6 separate regions of the Mus musculus genome follow, and regions 1, 2, 3, 4 and 6 are each linked to region 5. Evidence: chromatin contacts called from public HiChIP or PLAC-seq and Micro-C data. All regions are on one chromosome and are shown on one strand. The core of a region is the stretch at or near the end of the contact, and the rest is flanking DNA. Distances in the headings are between cores, read along the strand shown.

Evidence for each region. A called contact is a pair of places that touch in the nucleus more often than the background predicts. HiChIP or PLAC-seq counts read pairs in DNA pulled down with a chosen protein or histone mark.
Region 1: a contact with region 5 is called in a Micro-C map of muscle stem cells, with 5 times the contacts expected there. The contact joins two enhancer-like sites. A contact is called at or near these places in 4 of 484 Hi-C or Micro-C datasets (3T3-L1-derived adipocytes, the C2C12 cell line, muscle stem cells and 1 more) and 2 of 115 datasets of contacts at active chromatin or transcription factors (the HPC-7 cell line and pancreatic cancer cells).
Region 2: a contact with region 5 is called in a FOXA1 HiChIP or PLAC-seq map of pancreatic cancer cells. The contact joins two enhancer-like sites. A contact is called at or near these places in 10 of 484 Hi-C or Micro-C datasets (the C2C12 cell line, the Patski cell line, cortical neurons and 4 more) and 3 of 115 datasets of contacts at active chromatin or transcription factors (embryonic fibroblasts, pancreatic cancer cells and vascular smooth muscle cells).
Region 3: a contact with region 5 is called in a FOXA1 HiChIP or PLAC-seq map of pancreatic cancer cells. The contact joins two enhancer-like sites. A contact is called at or near these places in 2 of 484 Hi-C or Micro-C datasets (B cells and muscle stem cells) and 1 of 115 datasets of contacts at active chromatin or transcription factors (pancreatic cancer cells).
Region 4: a contact with region 5 is called in a FOXA1 HiChIP or PLAC-seq map of pancreatic cancer cells. The contact joins two enhancer-like sites. A contact is called at or near these places in 2 of 115 datasets of contacts at active chromatin or transcription factors (neural progenitor cells and pancreatic cancer cells) and 1 of 9 other capture datasets (adipose tissue).
Region 6: a contact with region 5 is called in a FOXA1 HiChIP or PLAC-seq map of pancreatic cancer cells. The contact joins two enhancer-like sites. A contact is called at or near these places in 3 of 484 Hi-C or Micro-C datasets (muscle stem cells and nephron progenitors) and 1 of 115 datasets of contacts at active chromatin or transcription factors (pancreatic cancer cells).

What each region holds. Positions count from the first base shown.
Region 1 is chr17:75,271,033-75,274,782 of GRCm38.p6, forward strand. It overlaps Ltbp1 (latent transforming growth factor beta binding protein 1), which reads left to right. Exons shown (of 34, transcript NM_019919.4): 11 at 2,835-3,002. Among named protein-coding and RNA genes, the nearest start is that of Rasgrp3, 160 kb to the right of the region's middle. Within about 2 kb of position 2,484, at least 25 of the 459 cell types and tissues checked have an H3K27ac peak or open chromatin away from gene starts, as enhancers often do. A contact at or near this core is called in the C2C12 cell line, muscle stem cells and pancreatic cancer cells, where this site is marked.
Region 2 is chr17:75,249,685-75,253,131 of GRCm38.p6, forward strand. Ltbp1 (latent transforming growth factor beta binding protein 1) reads left to right here. Exons shown (of 34, transcript NM_019919.4): 9 at 2,660-2,731. Among named protein-coding and RNA genes, the nearest start is that of Rasgrp3, 180 kb to the right of the region's middle. Within about 2 kb of position 1,732, at least 38 of the 459 cell types and tissues checked have an H3K27ac peak or open chromatin away from gene starts, as enhancers often do. A contact at or near this core is called in the C2C12 cell line, embryonic fibroblasts, muscle stem cells and 2 more, where this site is marked.
Region 3 is chr17:75,343,782-75,347,539 of GRCm38.p6, forward strand. The region is part of intron 24 of Ltbp1 (latent transforming growth factor beta binding protein 1); the gene reads left to right. Among named protein-coding and RNA genes, the nearest start is that of Rasgrp3, 90 kb to the right of the region's middle. Within about 2 kb of position 1,505, at least 37 of the 459 cell types and tissues checked have an H3K27ac peak or open chromatin away from gene starts, as enhancers often do. A contact at or near this core is called in muscle stem cells and pancreatic cancer cells, where this site is marked.
Region 4 is chr17:75,305,416-75,309,159 of GRCm38.p6, forward strand. The region is part of intron 19 of Ltbp1 (latent transforming growth factor beta binding protein 1); the gene reads left to right. Among named protein-coding and RNA genes, the nearest start is that of Rasgrp3, 130 kb to the right of the region's middle. Within about 2 kb of position 2,171, at least 44 of the 459 cell types and tissues checked have an H3K27ac peak or open chromatin away from gene starts, as enhancers often do. A contact at or near this core is called in pancreatic cancer cells, where this site is marked.
Region 5 is chr17:75,108,218-75,111,895 of GRCm38.p6, forward strand. The region is part of intron 3 of Ltbp1 (latent transforming growth factor beta binding protein 1); the gene reads left to right. Among named protein-coding and RNA genes, the nearest start is that of Ltbp1, 100 kb to the left of the region's middle. Within about 2 kb of position 2,399, at least 84 of the 459 cell types and tissues checked have an H3K27ac peak or open chromatin away from gene starts, as enhancers often do. A contact at or near this core is called in the C2C12 cell line, embryonic fibroblasts, muscle stem cells and 2 more, where this site is marked.
Region 6 is chr17:74,864,970-74,868,738 of GRCm38.p6, forward strand. No RefSeq gene overlaps it. Among named protein-coding and RNA genes, the nearest start is that of Gm31759, 83 kb to the right of the region's middle. Within about 2 kb of position 2,037, at least 75 of the 459 cell types and tissues checked have an H3K27ac peak or open chromatin away from gene starts, as enhancers often do. A contact at or near this core is called in muscle stem cells and pancreatic cancer cells, where this site is marked.

The DNA of each region.
Region 1 (3,750 bases), core at 1,234-3,733, 160 kb after region 5:
ATTGGACACACACATATACAGAAAAAAAAAATCGTGCTGACCATTCAGCTGAACAGCTGTCTGGTAGAACATTCTGAGACAATAGGAACATTTGCATCCACACTGCCTGAGGAAGACATTAGTCAGTCCAAACAGAGGAACTATTACCCCGCTGCTAAGCTTTCTTTTATATTTAGTCTGTGACCTTCGACCTTTCATGGCTCGCTTGCACAGGAACCAGAGAGTGGACAGAAGAAGGAAGGCTCCAGATAGTTCTGTCTGCCCACTTATTTTAGAAGCCATACCAGAGCTGGCTTTATTAGACATATTTTGTGAAGGTTATTATGCTTATTTTGTTCCGTCAATTTTTTGCCATATGAGTGCTTGAACTCATGACCTTGCACATGCTTTGCCACTGATCCACACCCTCAGTACATGTGTGGGTTTGGAATCTTCAGGGGTGTTCTGTTTTTCCATCCACTCCCTATCCTCCAACCCTCAGTTCCCTTGTAATCTCTCTCTTTTCTTTGTTGAACTTCTGTTACTAAGTAATGGCTGAGTTGGGCGCATGTGTTCTTGATAGAGCAGAGAGAGCTGGGTTTTATATTGTTATAGGTGTCTTAACATGCATTCTGTGTCTACAGTGTGTCAAGGATTTAGAATATCATAGATGAGTGTACATACTGACCCTATTCTTTATAAGCAAAAAAGTTGAGGCTTGGCCAGTACATAATTTAGCATTAAAAATAAAACCAACCAAACAAAAATCCAGAACTAACAGGATAAGTATGTGTCCAGGAGCCAATTCCTTGAAAGAAATATCCCTTCCATATAAAAAATAAGTACGAGTGAATATTCTTTCTTGCATGGTAATGCATACATTTATAAGTATGAACATGCAGGCACATCACACATGTTTTTGCAAAAGTAAGAGGAGGGTGCCTTTATTTCAGGTAACTGGTTGACTGACAGAGTAGTTGGCAGACTTTCCACTCAGAAAAAGCTGATGTAGTAGCTTGCTACTGAAGGGAGCTGACTGACAGAATTTATTCTTGCTCAATGCAGATCAGTATTTTTTTTCTTGTATATGTTTGAACAGATTGGGTGAAGCCCATTCATATCATAGAGGATAAATATCTTCAGTCAAAGTCCTCTGGCTTAAATATCAGTGTTGTATGAAATAGCAGTAAAACCCAGACGACTCCAAAAACAACCGACAATCCAGTATCTGTTTAAATACCTAAGTCATAGTGCTTAGCCTTGTTCATACACAAACTTAGTCATTATTTCCAATCAAAATGAGTTTCCCATAAACCTAGAAAGTGTTATGTAAATGAAAATATGAAAGAATAAGGGTCAGGAAAGATAAGTGTATTAATACCTTTTGTTGCGTACTATGGATAAAACACTATGACCAAGGCGACTTAAGGAAGACAAAGTTTAATTTGCCTCCATTTCCAAAGGGTTAGAGTCCATAGTGTTTGGGACAGCAAGGGTCAGGCATAGCAAGAGAAACAGGAGACTGGGACCTCACAACTTGAACCACAAGTTGAATGAAAATAAAGGAAACTGGTAGTAGTGAGATGTGCATGTGTGTAATCTCAGAGCCTGTGCCCAGTGACACACTTCCTCCAGGAAAACTTTACTATCTAAACTTCCCCAAACAGTACTGCCAATCGGGGACCAAGTTTCCAAATGCTGTAAACTAGGGGGCACATTTCCCATTCCATCATCACACAGCAGGTTTCCTGAAAATTGGGGGGGGGGGACAGGCGAGTGGTAGATTCACATTTGAGAGCCACCCATGTCCCTTGCGTCTTCATCTGCCATCTGACTTCATTATTCAGATTATTCTCAGAGCATCTAACCTGGAAAGTCAGTCCTGTTGGAAAGGTGGAAATGTGCATCTAAGCAGGAAGGGCAAAAAAGTTGGATTGAATTGTGAGTACCAGGGGCTGGAGAAAAGGCAATTGGGATGACACCATAAGAGAGAAAAGGTATGGCTGAGATGGGGAAACAGACAGGAGGCCACCAACCTGGGGCTAACCTGACAGTGTTGTCTCACACAGAATCTGGTCCTGTAGCACGTACTACCCCAACCATGCACTATGCATGCATTAAGAGATATACAGCTGAAAGGCAAGGCTGTGTCTTGCTCTCGACTTTGCCTCTTGTGCCAGCATTTGAATGAAGTGCACTCACTCCTGATTTACATTAGAAGATCAGGGTGAGGAGACAGGAGTCAGATGATAACAGCTTGGTTACCTTTGCAGCATAGAATGAGGGCTTGAGAGTTTGCCTACTCTGATGTGCTTGCCACACTGAGACTTTGTGTATCTCAGCCGATCAGCAACCACTCCCTGTCTGCCATGTATGTTCTCTGGCCTTGGGTGAGAATTCCTGAGCTTCTGGGACAGCTACCCAGCTGCTGGTTTGTGGTACTAAGCTTGCTGCTGATTTTCCATGGTGCCTGGACATTCATCAGCCATTGATTTAGAGCCAACTTTTTACTCCAGTCTCAGGAAACAGTTGGTCAAAATTGTGATTAGTCATAGATGACTAGGTTGGTTAGATAGCTAGCTAATGGTGGAAATGTTTAACTTAAACACACATTCCTATATTAATATTTGTTAAAAATAGAATCCAGCCAGAGACAGGAATAATTAATTAAGAGTATTTGCTGCTCTGACACCAAGATGATTTAGAGAATGAACACTTAACAAATTATTCCCAGAATCTAGATTGATTTATCTTAAAGCAAGGTTTGTCATCCATGCTGTGAGGACCATCTTATGTTAACTTAAAATCGATCTGACTTGTTTCTTCAGTGACATCAGGCTTGTCTCTTTCTTTAGCGGATCCCCCTGTGATCTCAGAAGAGAAAGGGCCCTGTTACCGCCTTGTCAGTCCTGGAAGGCATTGTATGCACCCTCTCTCTGTTCATCTCACCAAGCAGATCTGCTGTTGTAGTGTGGGCAAGGCCTGGGGCCCACATTGTGAGAAATGTCCCCTCCCAGGCACAGGTAAGCCGTAACCACCTGTATATACACTAATGTTCCCAGCTCCGGGAACAAAGTGACCTCAGCAGTTTGGGTTACTTTAGGTTTCTGAGTTTAGCTTTTAATAGTATTATGTGTTTGTATTATTTCTGAAGAAAGCAGAGTTGGAGAAGTTCAAGTCAGAAAAGAAAATGTACATAGGAATTCCCCATTATTTATGGATTTCTTTTTACATGTTAAGCTAAGAAGATAAACCCTTGTATTTTATTATCAGCTTCTAGAATGAGGACTGATATTTAAGTATAAAACCAGAAAGCTCTACTAGGCAATGTGCTTTCCTAGTGGTTTGCTGTCCATGGTTTTACAGCCCAGTGGACATTGACTTATTTATTCAGTTATTAAAATTGCACTTGATTTCTCTAATTGGAAATACAAAGAATTGTATTCAACTATGAGAGTATGAGGAATCAATAAACTCCCAAGCAGAGTCAGGAGTTCAGTGGAAGAAAAGGAGGCATGACCTGCAAGCACTGGGCATCATAAGATCAAGGAAGGCGTGGCATCGATTTCACTGGCTTGGTACGGGTGCCAAGCATCACACTAAATTGCTTACTTTAGAGGAACTTCCCTTATAGGAACACGCATTAAATCTCTAGGTGTCTTACACGACATTGTGTAGTAAATCACACAAGAGTAGATAGGATTTAAATGTAAATTTTAGTATCATAGTTCACCTTTGGTAGTGGTTAGAGTCAAAAGGAACAGCTACGGC
Region 2 (3,447 bases), core at 482-2,981, 140 kb after region 5:
TTTACAGAAACTGTTACTTGAATAAATCCAGGTTTACATCAATCCATTGCCCTCTTCTCTACAAAAGATGATAGCTCTGTCTTTGAATGTAGTCTTAACTCTGACAGATTTCAAAGAAACACATTTTAGAAAGGCAGTACTAACTTGTTTCAGGGTGAGTTTTATTAAACTTCTGTTCTTCCCCCCCCCCCAACTGACTTTTTCTTCCTTTTTTTCTTCTCAGTCATCAGTTTCATAAAGCTTTTATAAAGACTTTTATAATTGTCTCTCCCTCTCATCTTAAAGGGACATCTCATTTGCTACAGTCAGATGATGTTTATTTATCGACTGAATTGATACTCTTGCTTGTCTTTAAAACCCTTTTAAGTATTTTTATTTTATATATATGCATGTTTTGCTTGCATGCTTATATGTGTATCCCATTTGTGCCTGGTACCCACAGAGTTCAGAAGAAAGTGTCAAATCCCCTAGAAGTAGAGTTATGTATGGCATGAGCCACCGTGTAGATGCTGGAAACTGAGCAACAAGTGCTCTTAACTACTGAGCCATCTCTCCAACTTCTCACTTGCCCTTTAAACCTTTTTGTTTAACCTAAAAAACCTACTACTTGTCTTTTTAAAACTACTCTCCCAGCATGGTAATTTTCTGTAAACCACCTCTTCCTTTGTCTGCCCTTCTGATTCCTAGTTTCTCAAACATACAGGGTCTCTGATTACCTGAAGTATTCATTCAATTTGTTGACACTACTTAGCGTTTGTTAGAAATTCCTGCTAAAGTTTGTGAACATTGGTTCTTCCTTAAAGAGAGAAAAAAGTCCCATGAGATCCTCAGTAGTCAAAGAATGTCTCACATGGATTTTCCAAGGGGGCCGGATGATGGTTAGTTAGATGGATTTCCACGAAGCAGGCTGGTTGAATGATAACGATCCCACATTACTTAAAGACCTGTTTACCTAAATTATTTTGGTTCTCTGACTGAAGGGACCTCTGGGATACATTTGAAATTATTTGAAGAACTTGGTGTTTTAGAGTTGGGGTGACACAAACGTGACTGCCTCCCGCTGTCATTCGCTGTTGATTCTGATGAGTCATTAACCTGGAATCTGTATCTAAATGGCTAAAAGCACACTGCCATCTGCCCCATTCATTTGTCATGTGTGTTTGTCTAATGCTGTTGTGGTAGAGACATGTTTCCCCCTGTTAGGTCTAAGGATGGGGGTGAGAGAGGATCCTCCAACCTGCGTTCTGGTCTCCTTCTGTTTCTTTATATATTTTTCTTCTTCCCCTTTATTTTTCTTTTTCCATTTGTTGGCTGCTTTGTGCCTTTTCTCCAATCTTAGCTATTTCTATTTTTTTCTCTTTTCTAAATTCCAAAGGAGCCGAGAGTGACAGATGTTAGGAGTAAAGGGGTTCACATCATCTCCCCCCTTAATTCCTAAGGCTATTATTATTCCTGACCTCCAGCCATTTGTTTCTAGCATTGCATCATCTGGGCAGGAACCCACTGCTTTATATGGTGTTGTTAGCGCCACAGCTCAGTACTGACGATGACTTCAGCGGAATGGGAAAGTACAGAGTCGCCCTTTTTAACAAAAACGTTGGTGAAAATAAGCCCGTGGCTCATTTGATGTCTGAATTGAAGAGATGGCTTTGGTTTCAGAGTGGTAGGGATGAGGAGTGAGGTGAACTCTCACATCCTGGCATTTGCTGTGCTTATACTGTCTGAAGTGACTCACCAGCAAGCAGCACACTCAAGGTCACATTCTTCTTAAGATCTTTCCTTCCCTTGTTTGGCACTACTCTCTAAATGGTATTCATGCTGGAAGAGAGCAGACGGTCCTTGGCTTCTATATATGATGGTTGGGGTTCCATGACCTTGTTTAGTTTGTACTTTGTTTTGTTTTTCTCCAAATAGTTCAAACCTCAACTTTCACGTGGCTTTCATTTAATGAAGTTTTGTTTAGCCTCATGCAAAAACCTTTCATTGTCAATAATTTTCTTTTTGCTATTGAAAACTCAATTTTAAATCTACAAATTGTTTCATTAACTAGTTTATCATCTATTAGCGATGTGCTTAGTGTGAACAAGTCGATTGTCTCCTCAAAGTTTTAGAAGAAAATTGGCTTAGAATCCTAAGCAGAGGGAGACAAGGTCATCTGGTCTGGCTCCATGCCTTGAAGAGACTGCTGAATATGATCCTTTTGTCACTGAAGGACTCGCAACTGAGGTCCCGGTTTCTGTAGGCACCCACATTGGTGTCTTCATTGTAGGGGACAACACTGGACTTGAGGCCAATGGATGAATGAAGCAACTTCCACATGCCAATGTTTCCCCTGTTAGCCCACTGTTTCTTGAAACAAGTATCTGTAGGGGAATGCATCTTATGATGGGAATATTTAATAACGAATTAGAAGATAATACAAAGCAGTCTTAACGTTCAGTTAATACAGTAAAGGTTTCCTGTCAACTTCCTAGGAATACAGCTAGTGCAATAGGAAGCACACTGAGAACAAGCATGCAAGCATGAGGCGGAAGTCTCTGTTGGTACTCATAGCTTGTAAATGGTCAATCTATTGGTGTGGTAAATGGCACCACATCTAGCAGCTTCCGATCACAAGAACTTAAATCATAATGAATGCTTTTCTTCCCGCCATTTACAGCCTATCATGGATATACTCAAATGATGGAATGCCTACAAGGATATAAACGGGTTAACAACACCTTTTGTCAAGGTAAGGCTTTTGGAATGTACTGATGTGGACCCCCTGGGTAGAAGCTTGAGTTCTTTTGTCACATGATGCTCCGGGGCCCAGCATGTGACAGTTACATGGTAGATGTGTGATGTCCTGCTCTCTCCAGGTGGCTAAGGGCATACTGATATGTGATTGGTAAAGTTTTTACTTACTCTTTCAAGCTACTGGAATGCTTACCATTTCTTAACTTGTGGCAAAACCCTGCAGGAGCGTGGCTAGCACTGAGCAGACCCGGGTCCCCACACTGGTTATGTTCTATGTGTGCACGGGTACCCGCACCTGTGCCTGCTTAGCCGAGGTACTTCCCTGCTGACCTATCATCTACAACACAGTTCCCTTTTCTCCTCCCATGAGTATTTTGCTACCCATCTCAGATTTTGTAAGAACTAAATACTGGCCTGAACAGGTGTCCTCTAGGCAGCCAGAAAAGCCAGAGCCTTAAATGTGAGATGCCCTGAGTACTTTGCTTCATTTTCTTAGCATCATAGGGAAGTTGTAGATACTGGGAAGACCTCATAATTTATCAAGTCTTGGGCCTAGAAGTGAAAAACCTAAAGCCACACTGAGAGGTTAGATGTCTTCTGTGTGGCTGGGTAGAGTTGAAAGCATATCTCAATTTGACCAGTGCCTGCTTCAGGACTAATATCATCAAATTTTCATCTAGTTACTTAGGGGAACCACTGCCAAGAGTCCTC
Region 3 (3,758 bases), core at 255-2,754, 230 kb after region 5:
AAAGACAGTTTTAATTTCTTTTTTTTCCATTTTTTATTAGGTATTTAGCTCATTTACATTTCCAATGCTATATCAAAAGTCCCCCATACCCCCCTACTCCCCTACCCACCCACTCCCCCTTTTTGGCCCTGGCATTCCCCTGTACTGGGGCATATAAAGTTTGCAAGTCCAATGGGCCTCTCTTTGCAGTGATGGCCTACTAGGCCATCTTTTGATACATATGCAGCTAGAGACAAGAGCTCCAGGGTACTGCTTAGTTCATATTGTTGTTCCACCTATAGGGTTGCAGTTCCCTTTAGTTCCTTGGGTGCTTTCTCTAGTTCCTCCATTGGGGGCCCTGTGGTCCATTCAATAGCTGACTGTGAGCATCCACTTCTGTGTTTGCTAGGCCCTGGCAATTTAATTTCTTTGTCTGTATATAAGCTGCCCTACCCATTCTATTTAGAAAATCACATTGAGTCTTCCATTGTTTCCTCCCCTGATTTCATTGTTCATGTTACCAAAGTGAGCGGGTAAAGAATGGGTGACCTTTAGTGAGTGTTATGCAGGAAGGAAGGGACATTGGAGTTCTGTTTTACCATAGAAGGTTTTGGGAAATTTTTGGGGCAGTAAAGAGAATATATTCATTGTAAAACTTGCAAATGTACAAAACAGGTTAACCTGACAAATGTGGACTTGTCAGCCATTGACACTGTCACAGCTTCCATACAGGCGCTGTCAGTTCCAGGCATCCTGAGCTGTGTTCCACTTATCCTTCTAATATTTGGAGGGTTCTTTTTTTTGCGGGGGAGGTCAGTTTACTTACTCACTGGCTTGTAGGTATCGTTAAATCTTGACTTTGTTTACATTGAAACATCAGTATTTGCTGTTCCGTTTTTTTTTTTTTCAGTAAAAATATATGAAGAGCAGAGCAATATAAGAAATTAGCAGTTCTTGTGAAAACATGCTTCATACGTGTGGGTTGAGGACCGAGCAATTACTGACAGCAACTCCAACAGATGACTAGCTTTGGGGATAGTATTACTAGTGATAATTTCTAGCATGACCCTTACTGGATCAATAAAACTGATGTAGAAATGTTGATATCAGGCAAAGAAAAATATGATATTTAGAGACCTCAAAAATTAGTCTCAGGTTTCAGAGTCAACCTTGACAAAACAGGATGATGTTTTCCACCTATCCAGATAGATGAGGGGAAAGTAGATCTGAGATCTCACAATATCAAGAAAGTGAAATATTTGTATGTAGGCCATTAAAGAATTGAAACAAAGAGCTGAGGGTCTAGCGTAATAGGAGAGCTCTGGTTTGGCCCTTCTGAGAAGCGAAACCAGCGCTGTACTTCAGTGAAGCCATTACCTCACCTCACTGTTGAAAACAAGAAACTGCAGAGCCGCATTATATCATTTTTATAAAATATTAATTGTTGAACAGCTAGTCTCCAGCAGGCACTTCACATTCCCTTTGCCTATTCATTCCGATCCAAAACATTACTCATCTAAACTTGCTTGGTGAGTCATTGTTACAGTAAACTGAGTCTGCAAGACGCCCAGTAATTCATAGCCAGCTGGGGGCTTGTTCACCTTCAGGCTAGTTATTCAGTTCCTGTGCTGGTGAACAGTAATAAAGGGCCATCATCTGCTGGAATGGCATGAAATTAATAACAAGGAAAGCAAGATAATCTAATTTTAAGAATCTGGATTGAGAATCCAATGGATTTCACACAGCTGAATTCACTCTTTTCCTCTCCTTTTAGTAGAGAAATAAGTTGCTGGTGAGGGTGTGTTGAAGGTTCCCCAACCCTTCAAGCCTAATACAGGCACAGGAAAAAGAGGAGTAGCCTGGTATCTGTCTGGGAGGTGCCATGATGGAGGTGCCCCCTTAGGCTGACTCTGGAAGGATCAGCATGAATTTCTGAGAAAAAAATAGGAGTGGAAGAGCCAATCAAGCAAAGAGTTTATACCATTCTAAGGTCAGGGAGCCCTTATACAAGGTCATCTACAGGGATGGAGTTCAAATTGAGAAGGTTTTCTGAGAACTGCTATCACACAGGTAGCCAGGAGCCCGATGAAGGAAGCCTTGTGCTCTAGCAAGAAGAAGATGGCGAACACTTTGAGCAAGGGAGTGGCATGCATGGGTTAACATTTACAAAGAGCACCTCAGCAATAGTTAGGTAAAGAGTGGATTAGAGGGAGGCAAGACTGGAGATACGGAAGCCAGCTAGAATACAGGGAATATTGAGAAAGATCAAAGGGTGGCTTAGGACAGCAGAGGGAGTTGCAGAAGGGAAGGGCTGGCATTAAGATTCCTGGTACGGGTGTCTAGTTGGAAGTGCTGAAGAAGGGTGTGTAGGAGAAATGGAGCTGATATGCGGAGGGCAGTGATAGCAAGTTCATGTGTTACTGCTGGGTCTATTTGGTCTTAGATAAATGTTTCACCAGGACTGAGCTAAAGCTTTGAGAGAGTCTGAGAATCCATCAGCATGGAAGTGCTAACTGAAGAATTGCTCAGCTTCCAGACCCCCAAAAAGGCTGCAGTGCAAAGAACAACATTATCTCTTTGACAGATGCCCACTTTAGAAAGTCCAGAGTTAGCAGTGGCCTCTGTCAAGTCAGTAACAGGATAGAACCCTTCCTCCCTGTTACAATCTGTAAACTTGCTATAATCCCAGCTTCCTGCGGGCATTCAGAGCAGCCCAATCAACTTGCCACATTAGATGCCATGAGGAAGAGCTGCTGGCTTTGATGTGAAATAATTGCACTGAGTTTTCGGTTCAATTCAGGAAGGCAAGGTAGGTGAAAAGGAGGAATGGAAAGGAGAAAATTCTCGTCCCCGTCAGGAAGAGGGTTTATGTTCTGTTTAAATCAAGCTGCTAGGCTGGACTAAGACAGTGGCAGAAAAATCAAGTGAAAATAATTAAGAATAAGAAGTGTACTTGGAAGAAGGATTGTGGTGAAAGATGAAGCCTTATCATTCACCTCCAAGGACTGAGAGTCTATGGGGAGCAGATTGGGGAAAGCTGGCCTGCCGCAGTTCCCAGGAATCCTGAGCTCCGGCAGATGTTCATCTGCAGTCCATGGATGGTGGACCAAGAGAAACACTCTTGAGCATGGCAAGGTGCTCCTGGTATGTGTGTTCACCAGACTTGGAGGTCAGTGGGGGCTGACTAGTGGATCAGATGCTAGGGGTGCCTCTTTTAGCAGCTGTGTTTCAGTGGGGCAAAGATAGAGAAAATGTGTCATTGGGCATGAAAAGGGGTAATGTTGGTGAATGTTGACCCTTATCGGGTACTTTGAACATTTTATGTTCCCATGTTAGTACTTTGTGCATGTTTTGTGGAATCCTCACAGTAATTGTTGGAGCCCCATAGCTAGACATCTGTTGTAACTATAACTAAGACATTTTATAAGACCATGTTAATTCATGTGAGAGAAGCATAAGGCCACTGTCTATGAGTTCTCATGCAGATAATGCTGTCATTTAACTGGCATTTTAGATCTTGAGACGATGTAACCCGGTGGCACATAATTTTCCCCATGAGGAACTGGGGCAGCCTGGCTCATCAGATTCTCTCTTAGACTAAGTCGTAATTATTAACAGGGTTGAGTAAACCGTTGTTTCTTCCGTCCTACAGCTGCACAGTTGGAGCTCCTTTTTAGCATTTACCATATCCCCAAAAAAGTGGCACATGAACTGCATTGAGGGGGCTGGAGAGATAGCTCAGTGGTTAAGAGCGCAGTTGCTCTTTTCAGAAGACCCAA
Region 4 (3,744 bases), core at 921-3,420, 200 kb after region 5:
CAAGGAGAGCATAAATGGGAGGAGAGAGCCTCCTGAGTCTCTCTGCACCTGGTAGCTCATGCCCAACAATCAGGGATTTGAGACAATATGTTCTGAAGATCTTAGAAACATTCAAAAGGCATTCCTGACTCACATGAATTACATCCCAAGGCAGTAAGAATTAGCAAGGTGGGACTGCTGGTCAGCTGGGAGACATCTTGGTGAAATTGTGGGGAATGGAAAGTTGCCAGAGGGCTGAGGGAGGTGCATGCCCTCATCTTCCCAGAAAGAGAAAAGAAGGTAGAGTGGGGGGGGGGGGGTTACCCACCACCGATCTGCATGTTAATCTTGACAAAGTGTTGTAGAATGTTTGGTTCAAACAATGATGTAGAAGGTTTTTAAAAGGAAAAAGAATGCTCTAAGAGCTAGCCAGAGTTTATTAAGGACAAGTCATTTCTGGGTAATAGAGGCCTCAAGTAACACACCCTGCTGGCCTGGTATCCCTAGTGTGAACAAAGCATTTCTCAATCTCTCAGGACTCTGCAGTTGATAAGGATCAATTTGGAACTGGTGGTAGCATAATGAGATGTCTACATAAATCTTTGAGCTGTTATAGCCAGAATTTCTGACCTTGTAAATAATTAACCTGGTAAACCTAAGGGGGAAAAAAAAACCTACATTTTCTTACTCTGAGAAATTCAGCTTAATTCACAAAATGGTAGACACTAAGTTGGTAAACCCTAACAGCTCCTGTGGAGTGTGGAACCCATTTGTCTATGGTTTTTTTTTCCTTGATAAATTTCCTATCCTGAGATAAGAAGCTAAGACTATTGGAATTCATTATGCAAATGCTTTGGAAGAATTTGGGTAATATGTATGTTCTGTATGACCATAGGCTATAGTAACATGAACTCTGAAGTCTAATATGGGAAACCAAGACATGATTACCTCCTTGTAAAAATGAGGTAATCCTGGTAGGGGAAGATGGTGGATTGGCAGAATCTATCTTGCTTCCTGTGGTATGTTGGTGGGAGACTATCCTAAGGGTTAGAAATAAGAAGTATGTTGCCTTAACCTTCTGTTGGCATCAAGACCCACACATGCTTGTCCTTGCCATAAAGGAAAGGCGAGATGCAGTCAGTTTTGTCTGTGAAGACTGTAAGGTACCTATGAGAGAGTAGGGCAGTGTTCAGTAGGCTGACTAGCTGGATGTAGGGATCTATGGGCTGGAGAAGAATCCTGGCTTCGAGATACATTATGGAGTTTGCTTTGTTCTGCGCGTTTCAGTTAAGCGTTTATGTCCTGCTGCTCTCTATCTACCTCCCCTCTTTGTAGAAATCCCTTGGGGAATTCTCTGTTGCACGTTATTCCCTCTAGAGCTTAATCTCCATGAAGGCCACGGACCTGATTGACTCTAACTGGTATGTCTACAAGAAATGGCTGGTTCCATGCAATTTTTTCTCTAATAAGTAAAGAATAGACAATTAAAAACTACTCTAGCTATTACACAGCATTCTATTTCATCATTAATCATGGTGGTAGCTTTCAAAAAAAAAAAAAAGGCAACATTGTAAGTATCCCATGCATGGCAATCCACAGTGTCTGCAATTTAAATAAAATATGGCCTTAGGAATAGACATCGCTGTTGCATTCTATGGCTCTGTAAATCACTTTTTCTGGGGCATGAGTAATTAAACAGAGAGTCCATACATTTCTGAACTTGTTAACATTTTTGAAACCAAACCAGATACTAGACACGACATTCTCTCGCTGCTGTCTGGAATTTACGTGCCCGTGTCTAGGCTCGTTCTTTTCCACTATTTACTCTGGCTCCAACTCTTGGCATCCTCTTTCAAGTTGTTTGCTCTCGGTGTTTACAAAAGTCGGTTCCCACAAGCAAAGAAAGGGTGGGGAATGAGGCGGCCTGGAAGTGCTGCTTTCTGTTGTTAGAAACTCAGATCTGTGTGCTGTAATTGGGGTTATTTTTGAAAGCAACGGTGAATTCCGTGGGCAGTGCCAGTGGCTTCTTCCTGTGCACACATGGAATTCACGGTGCGCACTCTCACAGACGGGCCTCTGCTGTGTGTTAAGTCTAACTTTATTTCTGAGTTCTCCCTTAAGAGAGAAAACAGTCTTTGTAAAGTGCAAGGAAGACAAGAGCAATCCGAGCTCTGGGTTGCCAAATGAAGACAAAGACTCCGCTGGGCAGCTGATGCTCTGCCTTGTGTTGGTGAACAGGGAAAGATGAAAAGAAAGAAGGCTTTCAAGAGCCTTAATGATTTTGATGTTTTGATTAGGCTGGAGAGATGGTTTGGAAGTTAATTGTGTGTACTGCTCTTACAGAGAAGCTAAGCTCTGCTCCTAGCTCACAATTGCCTATATTTCCAACTAGGGGATGGGGTGGGGGTGGGGAGGATGGGGGTAGGGTTGGGGGGAGCATCATCTAACCTTTGTGGGCACTTACACTCATGTGCACATGCTCTCTCTTCACATACACACACACACACAATTTAAAATAAAAATAAATACTCCGGAGGCAGAGGCAGGCGGATTTCTGAGTTCGAGGCCAGCCTGGTCTACAAAGTGAGTTCCAGGACAGCTAGAGCTGTCAGAGAAACCCTGTCTTAAAAAAACCAAAAACCAAAAATAAACAAACAAACAAATAAACTTTTAATTATTATCTATTAAGTTATTTATTTACTTTATTTCTCAATTGCAGGATTGCAGCTCCCCTCCCCCCCCCCCCACAGTCCCTCTCACTTTCCCCCCACCTCTGACTCCTCCTCCCTTTCTCAGAAGAGGGAGGGCCTCCCCTGGATATCAACCAGTCTTGCCATATCGTGTTACAACCTGGGAACTTCAAGCCCTCTATTGAGACTAGACAAGGCAGCTCAGTTAGGGGAAAGGGATCCAAAGGCAGGCAATGGAGTCAGAGACAGTCCCTGCTCCTGCTGTCAGGGTCCCACATGAAGATCCAGCTGCGTAACTATTGCACATGTGCTCAGTGCTTAGGTCAATCCCATGCATACTGTCTGGCTGGCAGATCAGTCTCTATGAGTCTCCATGGGTCCAGGTTAGTAGATTCTGTAGGTTTTTATGATATCCTTGGTGCCTCTGGCTCTGGGGGGAAAAAAGATATTTTGATTAGGTTATAGGCTAAAAATACTTAGATTAAGTTGCTGTGACAAATGGAATTTTTATCAGTTCTGAGGCTTTTCTTCTTAGATTTTCAATGCTACACCCATGTATGTTCCCACAACAACTATAAGTGACTGACCCAAGAGCATTCAAATGGTCGCAGCAGCGTTCAAAACTGGGTTTGGGTGTATATGAAAGTTCACATGTACATGTAAACATGTGTGTGCATGTATGTGGAAGTCCAAGGTTGATCCTAGGAGTCTTCATCAATCAGTCTTGATTTTATATATTGAGGCAGCATATCTCATTGAACCCAGAGCTCGGTTTTGGTAGTCTGTCTGTTTTTCAGAGAATCCCTGTCTTTCCCTCCTGAGTGCTAGGATTACAGGAGGCCACCATGCCTGCCAACATTTACATAGGTTCTGGGATTTGAAATTCTGGTCCTCAAACTCGTATGGCAAACACTTTACCAGTTGGGCTTTCTCTCCAGTCCTCTTTCTTTTTAGCAGCAATATTCTAGTAAGAACTCAATGGCTGGCTATTAAATGAAATAAGTGAAAATTTAAACAGTTACTTTCAATATAAATATGGCTAGCAAATAATTTAAAATACTCCAAACTCATCCAC
Region 5 (3,678 bases), core at 1,149-3,648:
CTGATTTCGGGCACCTTAAAGGGATGCCTTTTTTGGATCAGGTGTGCTGTGATTATGCTACTGAGAGTTGAAAGGAAAAATCTAGATGCAAAATGGAGAAACTCTATAGCGCTAAAAAACAAAACAAAACAAAAAACAAAAAAACAAAAACAAAAAAACAAAAAGAAGCAAACATACCAACCAAAACAGAGCGCAACCATCTACTCTGTACCTTCTCGTTCAGAGTTGAGACCATGTGGTCAGGAAGCCTGGGTCTAAGGAGGAGACCCTGAGGAGGGTAGAAAACAGTGGTTCTCAATGTTCCTAATGTTGTGACCCTTTAATTCACTTCCTCATGTTGTGGTGACCCCACCAACCAAAACAATATTTCATTGCTACTTCATAACTATGATTTTTTTGCTACTGTTATGAATTGTAAATATCTGATTTGTAACCCCTATGAAAGGCTTTTGAACTCAGGTTGAGAACTACTGATAATATAAGAAAACATTCATTTCTAGGTGTGTGTGTGTGTGTGTGTGTGTGTGTGTGTGTGTGTGTGTTCAGTAACCAAATTCACATTGCGGTGGCAATCTAACTTGGATATGCAAGAGAAACAATGTTTCCCACTGTGAGGCTGAGAGGTCCAAGTTCTTCTAGATGTTAGCTCAGGCCTGGATAGAAATTCTCCTCAGCTTCTCTCCCACAGGATGACTTAGAACTGTGCACATGGTTCTTTTATTGAACTGTGGACTCCTTTTCATAGCTATGTATTTGACTTTTATGTTCAAATGATAAACACAGGAATCACTTACGTGCGTTTATACGTTGCTACAGGCTGGAATGACAATTTAGGATTCTGAAACCGTGGAAGGCTGATAGGCTGAGAACGGGGACATAAGTCTCTTTTCTTTCAATTTTCTCTTTCCTGTAAAGCTCACTGCAGTCCTAGCACATGCAAATATATCTGATTCCCTCTCTCTGTGGGAATATTTGCACTAGAGGTGATTTCATTGGAATTCTTAGCAATGCCTTGCTTTAGGTGAGTATTGGAGATCATATAAGTCCAAGGGTCATTTTTTTGCCAATGAGGACCATGGTTAATTCCTCTTAGGGGTTGAGGTTCAGGGAGGGAGAGAAGGTTTGAATGTGATTGTTTGCATTTTACAAGGTTAAATATTTGTAGTCTTTAAGGAGCAAGGGTGTGTGTGTGTGTGTGTGTGTGTGTGTGTGTGTGTGTGTGTATGTGTGTGTGTGAAGTATTATTGTGAGGGGGTAGAAAAAACAGAACTTCATACTTGTCCCTGGTTCTGGTCAAACTGGAATTTGTAGCTTTAAGACTGAGGAGACTTTCAGGACTAGCAAGTGCCGTGAAGCAGGGTTGGAGAGTGGAGGGGCTTGCCTAAGTGAAGGGCAAGACACGAGCCCTTAATTTGCACAAGTCATTTTAACACTGAGTGAATCGTAGACCCAGGTTTCCTATGTCGTTTCAGTTGGTGTCTATTTAATCTCAAATTCAATCCCAATCAGTTTGGGTTGGCTGCTTGGAGTGCTGTGTGACAATGGCTCACAGCAGAGGTTCTCAACCCCAAAACAGTCTTGAACCCCAAAGGGATCACAACAGATGTCCTGCAGATTGGATATTAACATTACACGTCACAGTAGCAAAATGGCAGTTATGAAGTAGCAACGAAATACTTTTATGGTTGGGGGGGTCACCACAATATGAGGAACTGTATCAAAGGGTAGCTGTATTAGGAAAGTTGAGAACCACTGGCCTAAGGGGAGGGTATAGGATGGGGTGGTCTCTGGTGCTTGCAATTATCCACCGCCTGCATAGTTTACACGACCCCACATAGTACCTTATTCTGTTGTTGCTTTTTTTTTAAAGCCCCTTTTGTCTACTCCTGCTGTTTCTTTTGCTGGTTGCCTCTCCCGGATACTTTGTTGCATCTAGTTCTTTGACCTGGAGTATGGATAAGGGAGTTGCTAAGCAGCCAGCCTCTCTTTCGGTCCTATTCTATCCTCCTGGATAGCTAAAGCCTCATACACTGAAGTCCCTCACCATAGCTGCCAGCTTATCCATCTCTTTCCTGCTTACTGAACAGTTATGGGGAAGAACAGGGAATTTAAGGCTTGGCCCTCCACCTTCCCTCCTCTCTTCTCTTTGTTTGCCCGAGGTCTTTGCTTCCTTGTGCGGTGTTCATTTCCTGGGCGTATCAACAAAGATTATGTGGGTGCAGTGTTTCTAACTTGCTCAAAGTTCAGGTCTCTGTTCTCCGAAACGCCATTTGTGATTCAGAGCCGTGAGTTTGGCCTATTGATTCTGATGGAAATCTGAGCATGGCTGCAGGCAACAAAATGACTCATGGCCTTGACTTCACTGTTGCCCTTATTTTAAACTCCTTAGAGGGAAAGTGTCACCCAGTTCTGACAGAGACTGTGAGCCAGGGCTGGGCTCCCCTTTGACTCAGGGATGTGTCACACTCTCTACCGGAAACTCACATTTTTAACACCAGTCATCATGAACTTGGCAGGAGGCCTTTTGGAGAGGTGTTGGTATTTGGTAGATTTATTTTTTTTCCCTGCTGCCCATGAAAAACAAACTCAGAAATCTGTTTTATTTCCCTCTTCCCCTTTGGAGATTTGTTTTGGAATAGTTTATCATTCCTCCATCTGGAGAACGCTTATTGTTGATCTGTAAATCGTGGTTCGCATAGGACCATGGCGAGGTGACTGCGGCCCTGGGCGAAGGGTAGAATAAACTGGGGCAGCTTGCCTGTTGGGGTGATGAAACCTCTTAGCTGGTGTTAGCGGTGGGTGGCTGGTGACCTGGCCAGTGACCACAGGTCTGCACTTCAAATACAGCTGGATTGACGTGAAGTCTTCTGAGGTCTTTGTGCATGCCTGTTCAGTTACTCACTGAAGTAGGTAACTCTTTTACTGCTCGGTGGTTCTGTGCTGAGAAAAAAAAATGCCCAGACTTGCCAGCCCATGCTAGGAACTTCCCAGAAGCCTAGAGGCCACAACCCATTTATGAGAACAGGGACTCCTAGCTCGTTCTCTGGTTTATTCTTATAGCCGATGAACGTTTCAATGGACTGTACTTCTAATTGGATGACGGTAGCTTCCTGAAGGCATGGCTATTTCACTCATTCATTGTTTGATGCCCAGCACTGGGGAAACCCAAGCAGAGAGGACTGTGGAGCTGTCAGATGGGGTGGGGCGGGGGATAATAATGGTCTTGTAGACTGTTTAAATCCTAGGTCAAGACTATAAGTTAGTTACCAGCCGAGATATTAGCCAGAAAATTCACCTCTGTGTGTCACTGTGTGAGCCTTGAAGAAAAGATTCACTAAAGCAGTGGCTTTTTCTTTTGCTGGCCATCAGAAAGACCTGTGCACTTTCTATTCTTTAGCTACACATTCTAGGGCCCCATCTTCACGATGGGCCTCAGTAGGTCTTGGTGGAGCTCTGATGGTGGGGCTCTTTGTCTCTTTCAAACTTTCTTATTGTCAGTGGTGAAGACTGTTACCTCTAACCCGTCCTTCCTTTATGAGTAAGTTTAACAGATGACCAGATAAGCAATGGCGGACCAAGGCTGGAGAGTTAAGGTACTTCTAAGCTCACTGACATATTTTAGATAGGACTTAGTTCTTTGTTCACTGAGTGAAGGACAACGGTGACATTATCTGGCCT
Region 6 (3,769 bases), core at 787-3,286, 240 kb before region 5:
AAAACCAAAAAAGGGAGTGATGTGACATGGTGGGTGTGGGATTGTGGGTGTGGCGTGGTGGATCTGGAATCGTAGGCGTGGTGGGGTGCTCTCACCTAGCGTCAGCTTTTGTGGTGAGGACCACTCATCTGATCACTGCTGTGGAGTCTCCGTGCAATGTGTCATCTATTTTGGCTAAATACTGTATTTCCACCTGTCTTAATTTTTGTAGTTTCAACATTGGTTTTCTAGTACTAATGTCTCTTTTTCAGAATCATTCTTTTGCTTTGTAAGCTGCCAGAAGAGAAGAGATGTCATTCCAAAACTTAGCTAGCAGCAGTCAGTCGCTGAATCAATATTACTGGCCAGCTGTCACGTCTCTCTCTGAGCCCTGTCAGCTCAGCTCTGGAAAGAGAAGAAATAGGCAGATCCCAAAACCCGAGTTTTCCCTGCTGCTTGGATAGGCTCTCCCAATAATTGGTTGATTTGCCTTCTCTCGTGAACAGTGGGACCACGTTGACAGTGTGCCTTTCTTTCTTTCTTTTTTTTTTTTTTTTTTTTTTTTTTTTTTTTTTTTTTTTTGGTTTTTTCAAGACAGGGTTTCTCTGTGTAGCCCTGGCTGTCCTGGAACTCACTCTGTAGACCAGGCTGGCCTCGAACTCAGAAATCCGCCTGCCTCTGCCTCCCGAGTGCTGGGATTGACAGTTTGCCTTTCTTCACTGAGTTCCCCAAGAAATTCTGTGAGGTCTTAGTTGATAATAGCCTATGATTTGTTAGGATTATTAATTAGTAAATTCCTTGTCAGCCTTTTCCCAGAGATGAAGCATATTTAACTAGGACCCTGAGTGAGTATAGACAAGTGGAAGTGAACTACAGAGCCCTGTAGACTACTCTGGCTCATTTAAGGGCGGAACACGTGGCCCTCTGTTATGTGAAGCTTCATCATGATAGCGAGGGACCCAAACGCTGAAGAAAATGATAGACTTTCCATGTCACTTTTGTTCCTATTGGGTGTGTTGTTAGTGCCACCCACTCAGAAACGTGGGACAATTGATGAGCATATGCTGCGGTCTACTACCTCCCAGACTCAGTTTGAGGACTGTGACGTACCCTCAGGTCTTGGTAGCTCGGGCTCTGCAGGACCTTATCCAGTTTATACCACTAGTTGTAGTTCTACCAGCTCAAAGCTGTACTTGAGCCCAATGAAAAGGGTTTGGTTTTTGTTTCCATTTTGTTTTTATAACATCCATGTCAACCTAAGTTGCTGTTTAGATAAGAACTCTCCTGGCCAAGAGTGAGGAATAAAATCTCCGAAGTGGATGCCACACACTTCCTGTCTGCCTGTTCATTCAGCAGGCCCTGAAGTGAGATGGCCAAGAGCCTTCATTCGGGTGGAGGGGCCCGTGCTGTGGCAATGCAGCTGGGTTTCTCACAGCACGCAGGAGAGCTTATAAATAGATAGACTTCAATCAACATGCTGCTTACTCAGGTATGCGCTCAAATATAGTAGCTGTATTCCTTAGACAGACGCTGCCACTAAACCCAGGACTATACTAATAAGAGCATAATCCTCGTGGGCTGCAGGTAGCCTTGGGCTCCGCCTTTCACAGCCAAGACCTAATAATAATTGTGGCTCGTTTGCTCTTCACCAGGAGAACGCAAAAGCTGAGCTGGCTCTTGAATTGTTTCCTCTGTGCTTTCAGTTAGCAGGAGTGGAGATGTGTGGCTTGCAGCAGAGGCCGTGTAAACCCTGGGCTGTGTGGCTGGGTGTACCTCTTGCTACTTGGCATGGTACACTTTCTCCTCCCCCTGGTTAACAACATCTGTGCCCATAGACTGTTTTAGTTTTTCCTTTGACCTTCGGACAAACAGCCGCTAATGCATTATGTGACTCCTTTTGCAGTATCAGAGTTTGGCTTTCTATGGGCAATTTTTATTCTATTTTATTTTATTTTGCCCCTTCCTTGGGCTTGGCTTTGTTCAGCCACACTGTCCTCCTCCCACGTTCTGCAGAGCTGGCTGTAATTAGTTCGCTTAACACAACACCAAAAAATTTCCCCTTGCCAGTGATGTCAGATCTGCCTTCCCTTTTATTATTCTGACTTATAAACTGCAGTGACCCGTGAGTCACCCTCGCCATCTCCTGGCCCTGTGCCCACATTGTGATCTATGAAAAGGGAGTCCTGCCAAGGGCTACAAGGCGGAAAACTGATATTATTATGGTCTTCTGAATGGTAACTCTGAGCCATTTTTTAATCTTTTGTGATGTTCTTGCCAGAAAGGGGGAGGGGATGGTAAATCATAGCAAAGTGAAGGAGCTAACCCACGCATGGCTAACTTTCTCCAGACAGGGGGCTCAAGTGGCTATCAGTATCTGTATAGAGTTAGTGCTGCTCACAGGCCAATGTGTGCTTTCAGGAGACTCAGAGACTCATAACCTCTCAGGCCTGTGTCTTCATCTATAGCCTTGTAGAGCAGGCATATAATAACATCAGCAGCCAAGAAGAGGCATCAGGGCTTTGGAAATGAAAATATGTAACAGAAAAACAGGGCAAGTAAGAAACCATTTGATGATAACCACTGGCACAATGCTAGCTGTAGACTCCTAGGGCTCCCCATGGTCTAGTGCTTGCAAAGCCCTGCTGTTCTCTGGGTTTCCATCTGTAGCGAGCTTTCCCTTGTTTCTGGGCTGAGGGTGAGGCTAAGGAAAGGGGCAGTGGAGAATGATGGACTATTTTATTTTATTTTATTTTATTTTATTTGTTAGGTAAAGGAAGAAAGGAGCCAAGTTAGAAAGATAAAGGGAAAAGGTGGTACGGATGGATGGCCGGAAGGAAGAAGAGACTAAGGATGGGGAAACAATCAGGAGGGGGGAGGCTGTGGGCAGGGACTGGAGAGGAGGGTATCAAAGCCTGGTATTGCATGAGCAGCAGTGCCATGGCAGGCCTCTTTAGTTGGTACAGCTAATGTATAACAGGTTTCTATAAGATGAAGTGGGCAGTTGACTGCCTGGATTAACTAGACTGAAAGCCCAGCTTTTATCCCTTCCTAGCTATGGCCACAGTCGAGCCCCCCAACCTCCCTGAGCCTCAGTCTCCTCAACTGCTGGCCAGCCAGAGTTATCAGAGGACTTAGGTGAAGTTTTCTGTGTGCAGATAAGACAAGTAACTCTTGGTGTCATCGAAACGGGCATTGCTGATGATCTGTCAGTTCTCAGGGGCCGTGAAGTCCCTGGATGAGGGCGACCTGCAGCGTGGCTCCAGTTTCTATAATCCCTGGTGTGTTTTGGGGGTGCAGGGGGGCGGTCATAGCCCTGTATTTTGAGAAACGATGGTGCAGAATATCTCAGTTGTCTGTGGAGCTTCAACGCTACTTATTGAAATCGTCGGCCTCTAGGAAGTCTGGTGCCAGGGCTGATAAAGCAGTCTCAGTAATTCTACAGCTGCTTGGCCAGAGACAGGCTTATGTCTCAGCAGTGCCTCCCCCTTTCCCCTTCTTCCTCTCTTCCCCCCACCGCTCCTCCTCCTCTTCCTCTTTCCTCCTCCTCTCTCTTTCTCCCTCTCCCCTTCCTTCTCCTCCTCTCTGATCCCCTCCCCTCCCCTCCCACTCTTTCTAAAGCTTCTCCCTAACAAGACCCCCCCCCATTTTTATATCTTGTTTGTTTTAACAACCCACTGAACTTAATTAGGGATATTTGCAGTCACGTGGGTGTGAGGTTATTTACTGAAGTGTGGGTAACTTACCAGTGCTTGTGTCATGAAGAAAATGACTTCCAGTCTGTCATTCAGCA